Regions from separate parts of the Sus scrofa genome. Here region 2 is linked to region 1. The links are chromatin contacts, called in public Hi-C maps. All regions are on one chromosome and are shown on one strand. Each heading gives the region's core, a stretch centred on a gene start, on an enhancer-like site or on the middle of the called end of the contact. The rest is flanking DNA. Distances are from core to core; before and after follow the strand shown.

The links. Hi-C and Micro-C count contacts between places; a contact is called where the count stands out from the background.
Region 2: a Hi-C map of retroperitoneal adipose tissue shows a contact between it and region 1, with 2.0 times the contacts expected there. The contact joins the enhancer-like site here to the promoter of MYLIP in region 1. A contact is called at or near these places in 5 of 47 Hi-C or Micro-C datasets (embryonic fibroblasts, fetal skeletal muscle, retroperitoneal adipose tissue and 2 more) and 1 of 2 datasets of contacts at active chromatin or transcription factors (skeletal muscle).

Annotation. Positions count from the first base shown.
Region 1 is chr7:12,115,438-12,119,506 of Sscrofa11.1, forward strand. It overlaps MYLIP (E3 ubiquitin-protein ligase MYLIP), which reads left to right and starts at 1,803. Exons shown (of 7, transcript XM_001929076.4): 1 at 1,803-2,142; 2 at 3,235-3,425. The coding sequence starts at 2,056.
Region 2 is chr7:12,212,990-12,217,058 of Sscrofa11.1, forward strand. LOC106504328 (a long non-coding RNA gene) reads left to right here. Exons shown (of 4, transcript XR_002346328.1): 3 at 3,099-3,265. Among named protein-coding and RNA genes, the nearest start is that of GMPR, 39 kb to the right of the region's middle. Within about 2 kb of position 1,997, at least 5 of the 83 cell types and tissues checked have an H3K27ac peak or open chromatin away from gene starts, as enhancers often do. A contact at or near this core is called in retroperitoneal adipose tissue, where this site is marked.

The DNA.
Region 1 (4,069 bases), core at 553-3,052:
CAACAACAACAACAAAAAAGACAAAAAAAAAAGAAAAAGAAAAAAAAGAAACAGCCCTGCCAAACCCCCAAACATGCCATCTTTGAAGTAGTTTCTCTGCACAACGAGTATTCGGTTTCAGTGTTTGGTTGTTTGGGTTTTGGTTTTTGAGTTTTGGTTGTTGGCCAATGTCCTGCTTTCCTTCATCTTCATGACCAGTTCCCACTGATTCTGTAAGTGCCTCATTTGTGCATTAAACCCCCTTTTGCTTAAACCAGCCAACTTTTGTTTAGCTGGCGTTGGTTTAGCTAGCTTAGTCGCTCAATAAACAAAAATATTAACCAATCCACCTGGCCTCCATCTTACCCCTCATCTCCCCCCCCACCCCAGTTCTAAAATTTCTAGAGTTTAAGCATGGTTTAGGTAACTATCCAAATGTTATCTCCCAGGTAAATTTTCCCAGATCAGTCAAATGACATTAAGTGAATGAAGAACAAGAGTGGATACAAGGTGGGACTATTTCAGCACAATATTGTGAGGGATATTCTTAAGACACAAAGATGCGAGTGCACACGTCCCTCTGCAGCGCTGGGGCTCAGGACTTGGACTTGTTTTGGCTGTAGTTTAGTGAAAGACTGCAGTAGGATTCTAACCGGTAATCTGCCCTGATATCCTTCCTGCTTTTTCAGAAATAAAGGCCACTGGGACAGACATCCCTGGGACTCCAAGAAAGGGATCAGGACAGAAGTCATTGGCAGGCAGTGAGAGCTGACAGTACATATCTCCCTACATATAAGGGGTCGTTCAAATGCTTTTATGAACACTATCTCTGCTGCTTTTCAGAGCAATGCTGGGGAAAGGCGGGTCAGACACTGTGGTCTCCCTTTTACTGCTGAAACACTGAGCTGCGGAGAGATGAAGTCAGTTTTCAAGGGTGCAAGGCTGAAACCCACATCTTCTGGCTTCTGTGAAGAAACCAAAGAGGTAGGCTCAATAATGCACTAAGAGAAACAAGTGGTAAATGAGGGGAGAGTTGTAGACCTTTAATTATTAATAGCTACAATTGAGGTTAAATCACCTGTTAGGTTCTGAGATGAGTTCCTTACCCCAAGATGGGGATAACACCTGGTTGCCTGAGAGACTGGAGCAGGTGCTCAATTAATGTTAAGTGAATAAATGAGATGAGGTGTGAGATAGGATGAGCAACCCCAGGGAGGGCCTTAGTGACCAGTACGGTGTTTTGATTCAGCACAATGGGTAAATAGAAGCTTCTGGAGAGGGTTCATGGAGAAAGTGCTAGATCAAGCTCCCTGGCTTATTGAACAATCGCAAAAACTTTTATACTCAGATTTTGTTTTTTCAATGACGGCGCCTAAAATAAAGAACAAGAATTCCGCCTTCCAGCAACCCACTGTGGCAAACCACAGGGGAAACAGTTTTTTTTTAGGCTTTGGGGTTGTTCTCTTTCCTATCCGCTTCCACCTCAAGGCTTCTGAAGAACAGCGGCTGCTTGGAGGCGTTTAATCAATGTAAATTCGAGCCCGACTGAAAGTCGTCCCAGCCTGGGAGCCCCGGGCGATCGCTGGCTCGGAGCAGCGTCGCCCAGCGGGCAGAGGTAGAGGCTGCGTCCCAGGTCCTCCCTCCTCCCGCAGCGCCCGCCGCCCGCGAGCTGCCACCTCCCGGGGAGGCTGAGGGGAACTCAGCCGACGCTGGAAGGGCGGGCGGCAGGGGAGCGGGCGTCGCTATTGGCTGGTGGGGCGGCGGTGGAGGGGCGGGGCCACCGTGATTGGCGGGGGCTCCCAGCCGAGGGGGGCGGGGCCGCTATATCTGAGGAGTCCCTGTCGCGGCGCAGGCAGTCGGGCTGCTGGAGTGCGGCGCCACCGCGGGAGTCAGCGAGCCGGCTGCCGGGCGCGCTGGCAAGGGGGTGGCGGCGAGGGCGCGGCGGCTGCGGTGTGCAGGGCAGGGGTCTGCAAGGCTGCAGCCTCCTGAGGGCCAGCCTCGCCGAGACGGGAACTGGGTCTGAGCCCCGCGCACACCAAAGACGAGGCGGCTGTGGCGGCAGCGGCGGCCCCAGCCATGCTGTGCTATGTGACGAGGCCGGACGCGGTGCTGATGGAGGTGGAGGTGGAGGCGAAAGCCAATGGCGAGGACTGCCTCAACCAGGTGAGGACCAGGGGCCAGGCGGGGGCCCCAGCCGGCTCCAGAGGCCCAGGGGCCTCGTGGTGGCTCCAGGAGCCCGGACGCGGGGCTTCTCGGGGGCCGGCATCGCGGAGGCGCCGGCGGCGGAGGGAGTGCGCCCCAGGCGCCCGGCCCGCGCCCCCTCCTCCTCGAGGCCGTGGGGCGCGCGGCCCCCTTCCCGGCGCGCGGGGGACGCCTGGAGGAGTGGGGGTGGGTGTCTCGGGGGACGCGCGGCGGGCCTACCACCCTGCCCCCCAGCCCGGCACTCTCCTGGAAGAAGGGGGCCCAGCACACCTGCCGCAGGTGTGTGCGTGATGCCTCCTGTCGGGTCCCCGCGGGGCCTGGCAGCGCCACCTGCGCCCCGGGTTGCGGTGGCTGGAAGCAGTCGCAGGTCCCGTGGGTTGCTTGGCAGATAAGCCAGGCCCTCGCCTCTTGCTACCTGTCTAATGGACCGTTCATCTACCTGCATCTCCCCTATTGCGGGGGACAAGAGGACCACAGGTTTGGCTTTTCTACCTCACGGCTGTCTTTCAGCACGCGTTTCCTTAAGAGTAAAGAAGAACGGTTCCAAATAGTGTACATAGTAGTATGGCAGATGGCAAATTCAGCTCAAGAGAAACGCTTTGCCCTCAAACCCCCTCGACCTGAGATGTTTGGAAAACCTACAAGCTTAGCTGACACTTGTGGCGTGTTAGCTCAATGTGTTTGTTTTGTTGGAGTCCAGATGGTTAAAATTGCCCAAATAATAAGCTGCCAAATCAGCTGTGCGGATTGTGCTGGTGGAGGGAATTCCGGTGATTGGAATGAGGAGGAGAATACCCCGTGGATTCCCCTCCTCAGCTTTTCTGGAAGGCTGCATTTTGAGAACTCCTTTTGTGCCTCTATCTAGTAGTGGTTTAACATCCCTGGAGCCTTAGAACCTTGTTCTAGCTAACAACAGGAATTGTAACACCGTTGTTGAACCTTGTGTTTTTTTGTTTTTTTGTTTTTAAAGTAGGCAGGAATGTTAAAGCCTTTGGGTTTGCTTTAATCCCGTGGACCACTTGCTCATCCATGCTGCATTTGTTTTTGTTTTAGGTGTGCAGGCGATTGGGAATTATAGAAGTTGATTATTTTGGACTGCAATTTACGGGTAGCAAAGGTGAAAGTTTATGGCTAAATCTAAGAAATCGGATCTCCCAGCAGATGGATGGGCTAGCCCCTTACCGGCTTAAACTGAGAGTCAAGTTCTTCGTGGAGCCTCATCTCATTTTACAGGAACAGACTAGGTAAAGTGACCCTAAAATAAACCAATGTCAAATAGACCTTTGGTTCCATTTAGGAAGGGGCCATTGCACCTCCCAGAGATGTTCACAGGCAAATTTGTTTTGTTACAGAGCGAGTTGGTTCCTAACTCAGAAGTTTTCCACAGTTCTTTTGTTGAGATGAAAAGAGAGGTGCATAGTTGGCCTGGGGTATGATTTCCAACTCTTCTGGTGTTTTTCTTGTCTTTATAAACAGTGGGTGAGCAGGGCTGACTTTTTACACTTGATCAGTGCCACAACACACAAAAAAATCAAATAAAAAAAGAAAGAAAGGGACCAACTGACTTCCTGATAGCAGCATCTACTGTCCGATAGTAACCTCTGCCTCAGCAGTGTTACTATAGGTCATTGCAGACTGCTCTAACAGAAAGCAGGAAACAGTTCCTCTTGGGTTACTTAAACTTGGTCAACTTCTTCAGCCTAGTGTCAGATTACAGTCTGTAGGAAGGAGCTCTGTCCGAGTAAATGCAGAATTTTAAAAGTTTTTCAGTTTCTTGAAAACTTAGTAGGAAAACTTCTTTTAAGGCCAGTAGTAATCAAACTCCACTCCACAGATGTGTTATGCATGATTGTTGAATTTGGATTGTTAAATTTATCTCTTTATTTCT
Region 2 (4,069 bases), core at 747-3,246, 98 kb after region 1:
ATTAGGGAAATGCAAACTAAAACCACAGTGAGATCACTACACATCCATCAGAATAACTAAAATAAAAGATAGTGACTGGAGGAAATGCTGCCAAGGATGCAGAGAAACTAGATCACTCCTACATTGCTGGTGGGAATGTAAATCAGTACTGTGGAAAACAGTTTGGCAGCGTCTTTAAAAAGCTAAACACAAGTATATCACATGACTCAGCAGTTGCCTCCTGGATATTTACCCTAGAGACATGAAAATGTATATTCATGCAAAAACCTATACACAAATGTTGTACTAAAAATTACTAGGTTTTATTTTAAACATCTCAAAAGGGATTTGAAAGGTTGATAGGATCCTGATAGTCATTGAGCATTCAACATTAACTGTTGAATAGAAGGGTAGACCAGATGTCCATTAAGTTCTACTTCATATCTAAACTATGATTTTTAAAAATTTTTATCGTGGTTGATTTACAATGTTCTATCAATTTCTGCTATACAGCAAAATGACCCTGTTTCATATATACATTCACATATACATTCTTTTTCTCATATTATCTTTTTCTCTTATTATCATGTTCAAGTACAAGTGATTGGATATAGTTCCCTGTGCTACACAGGAGGACCTCATTGCTTGTCCATTCTAAATGTAATAGCTTGCATCTACTAATCCTAAACTCTCAGGCTTTCCCACTCCCTCCCCCGTGGCAACAACAAGCCTGTTTTCCATGTCTCTGAGTCTGTTTCTGCCCTGGAGATAGGTTCATCTGTGCCATATAAAATACCAATTTTATGCAAAACCTTCTTCTAGGTTTACAAGAGAATATATAAAAAGCGCATGTTCCTGACATTCAAAATTCTCGCCTATAACCCAGTATGGACAAGGTTGGAGATGGGGAGACCACTGCAACTGAAGCAGTCTATGGGAATGAGGCTAGAGATCAGTTGAATTGAGAGGAGATAACTTGAAAATTAGCCATGATGCCCCGGGTCACAGATGACACATGAATTTTTTGTTGTGGAGAATGCAAGTTGAAACTCTCAGTGAACAGATTGTTCCTGGAGCCAAAGAGGTCAAGGATGAGGTCTGTGTTCTGGAAATGGGAAGGACTGGAGAGAATGCATTGAGACATACAGTCAGAGTGGTGAAACTGTCTTGTTCAAGGTCACAGGCCACCAGGAGGAGGTATATCTCTTTTTTGCAGGTACTCTGTGGTCATTCTTCAAATTTCTACCTTCTAGTTCTTTGCTTTGGTTGTGTTGAGAGTTTATTCGAGTTTCTCAGTAAGTGTGTGTATGGTGACAGCTCCCCACTCGCTGTCCTTTCAAATATTAGTCATTTCTGTCTAAAGGAAGGAATCACCTCTACTTCTGATGGTTGCTTAGTCCCAGCCTCAGATGTTTTCAATGCAAGGATCTCGAGAATATGATGCGGAGGGGAACATAGCTGCCCTTCTTTTCCCCTCTATAGTAATCAATAGACCTAGTTAACCCAAGTTTTTTGAATATATATGTTCAAAACATACATACAGATACATAATAAACACATATATGTGTATGCATATGTATTTGTATGTATATGGGTCATCCCAATGTTTGTCTGCCCTTCCTCTTTCGCAGGATCTGAATTTACCTGATGACTGCCAGCCACACACCCGTGTGAGATGGGGCTTACACTTTATGTCTGCCCTATTTGTCTGATGAATCACGCTATTATTCCACGTGCTTCCCTACTAAGGCAGACAACCAAAGCATAGAGTTATTTTCTTCTAATCCATGCCTTTAGACTTCTGCCCACCTCTGGAGTGAAACACCTCTATCAATTTCCTCTTGATTAACTAGAATCCCTTGCCACTATTCCCGTAATCAACCAGTATTTGTTAAGAATCGTAGACTGTGATTGTTGTGCAAGAAGAGCATTTCTTTAGCGCTACTGCGAAATGGAACTAATGTGTAAACACAACAGATGCAGATGCTTGCCGTTCGGGAGGCTGAATACTGTAGACTCGAAAGCAAGTGTCAAAGTGCCCTCTAGTGGTTCATGCGGTACACTGACCGTCAATGTCCTTCCAGGGCAAAGGGAGCCCAAGTTGCAAAGATACAAGACTACTGGAAGCCTGACTTTTTGAATCCTATTTTCAGTTTCTTCCAGACACCCTGAGGTTCAGACAGGATGTGACACATGAAGATTTAAGTTAATTAAAAGAGCCTCCAGCATCCAAGACCAGGAAGAAATAAATAAATACTGAGAGGCTAGAAAATAAGACACTTTCACTGTACACCAAGTATCCTCACCATTTCTTTGCCAGTCTGCTCAGAAAAACTGAGTTCTGGTTAGCAGGTTTTTTTTTTCAGCCAGGAGGGACATAATTTGGTTGGTTAATGTTTATTGCCTTGTTACATGTCCACCTAGAGGGAGAGTCTCCACTTGGCTACTTATTTGTTATTGATGACAAATAACCATGTGGAATGACCAAGAAATATTCCTTTCTGAATTCTTTCAGGAACGTGGAGTTTAATCTGCAGCATTCAAGTACTTCTGGTACAGTAACAAGATGGTACCATTTTCACTAATATCCTTAAAACCAGTATAAATGATCTATGGTTGATTAGAAACTTCTAATACAGTTATTGACTTTTTACATAAGGGGCACAGACTCCTCTGGAAATAATGCTGGCCTGAAGGCATGGAGATATGGACCATGGCATTGCCTCTGCCACCAGCTAGGTGACTTTAAGCAAACCCTTTAGCATCTCTGGGCCTCAGTTTCTTCATTAATAAATGAAAGAACTGGACTAATAATTGGTTACCTTTTTCAGCTCTACAATAATCTAATTTCAAAATATCATTTGGCAGGAGTTCCCATGGTGGTGCAGGGGAAACAAATCTGACTAGCGTCCATGAGGACGCAGGTTTGATCCCTGGCCTCAAGGGTTAAGGATCTGGTGTTGCCATGAGCTGTGGTGTAGGCCGGCGGCTACAGCTCCGATTCATCCCCTAGTCTGGGAACCTCCATATGCCAGGGTGCAGCCCTAAAAAGATTTAAAAAAAATCACCTGGCAGATTATAAGTACCATGCTTGTCTTAGTGTGTATTTCCTTCATCAGCCCCAGGGTACCAGCTCCTTGCCCGTTCCTCAGCAGAAACCAAGATTCAAGGAACCAGCTGAGCTAAGGAGGAGACACAGACTAGGATGCTAGCTAGGAAGCCAGCTTTCCTCTTCCTGAACCCAGGAAACATAAGCCCCCTGGAAGGGGAAGGAAGAGCTGAAGTGGTGAGTCACTCAAATGAGAACAAAGGAGCAGGATGGGTGGAGCTAGGAGCAGCAAAGAGGAGCTGGAACTTCCCAGCTTGCGGGTCAGGACCCAGCAAGGAAGGGACTCAGAAGGACCAGCCTCCTTGTGTGTGGACCCACACTGACTCGCCGCCCACAGGGAGTCCCACCCTGGGCATGGCTGAATCTCCAGAACAGAGGTGGGGCACGGATGCCCATGAGGGGTCAGAACATGAAGGGAGCACTTCCTTCACCCCTCGACCAGCTACGGAAGCGCTGAGGAGAACAAGTTGACCACGTCTCCATGAGAGGGACCTCAGTCCACACCTTTGATCTACGACAGAGCCCTGTGGTTTTTTGTGCAGGTGTACTCAGCAACACTAATAATGGAAATGGAGACGTGTGCACATCAATTTTTATCAACCTGTCATATTTGAGAGGAATTTTCTATTTCTTATAAACGTATTTATTTATTTTGGGGGCACCTGCAGCATATGGAAGTTCCAGCGCCAGGGACTGAATCTGCACCACAGCAGCAACCCAAGCCACTGCAGTGACAATACTGGATCCTTAACCCAATAAACCATAAGGGATCTATTTCCTTTTAAAAATGAGGAGTTCCCGTTGTGGCAGAGTGGTTACCGAAACCGACTAGGAACCATGAGGTTGCGGGTTCGATCCCTGCCCTTGCTCAGGGGTTAACGATCTGGCGTTGCCGTGAGCTGTGGTGTAGGTTGCAGACACGGCTCAGATCCCGAGTTGCTGTGGCTCTGGTGTAGGCGGGTGGCTACAGCTCCGATTCAA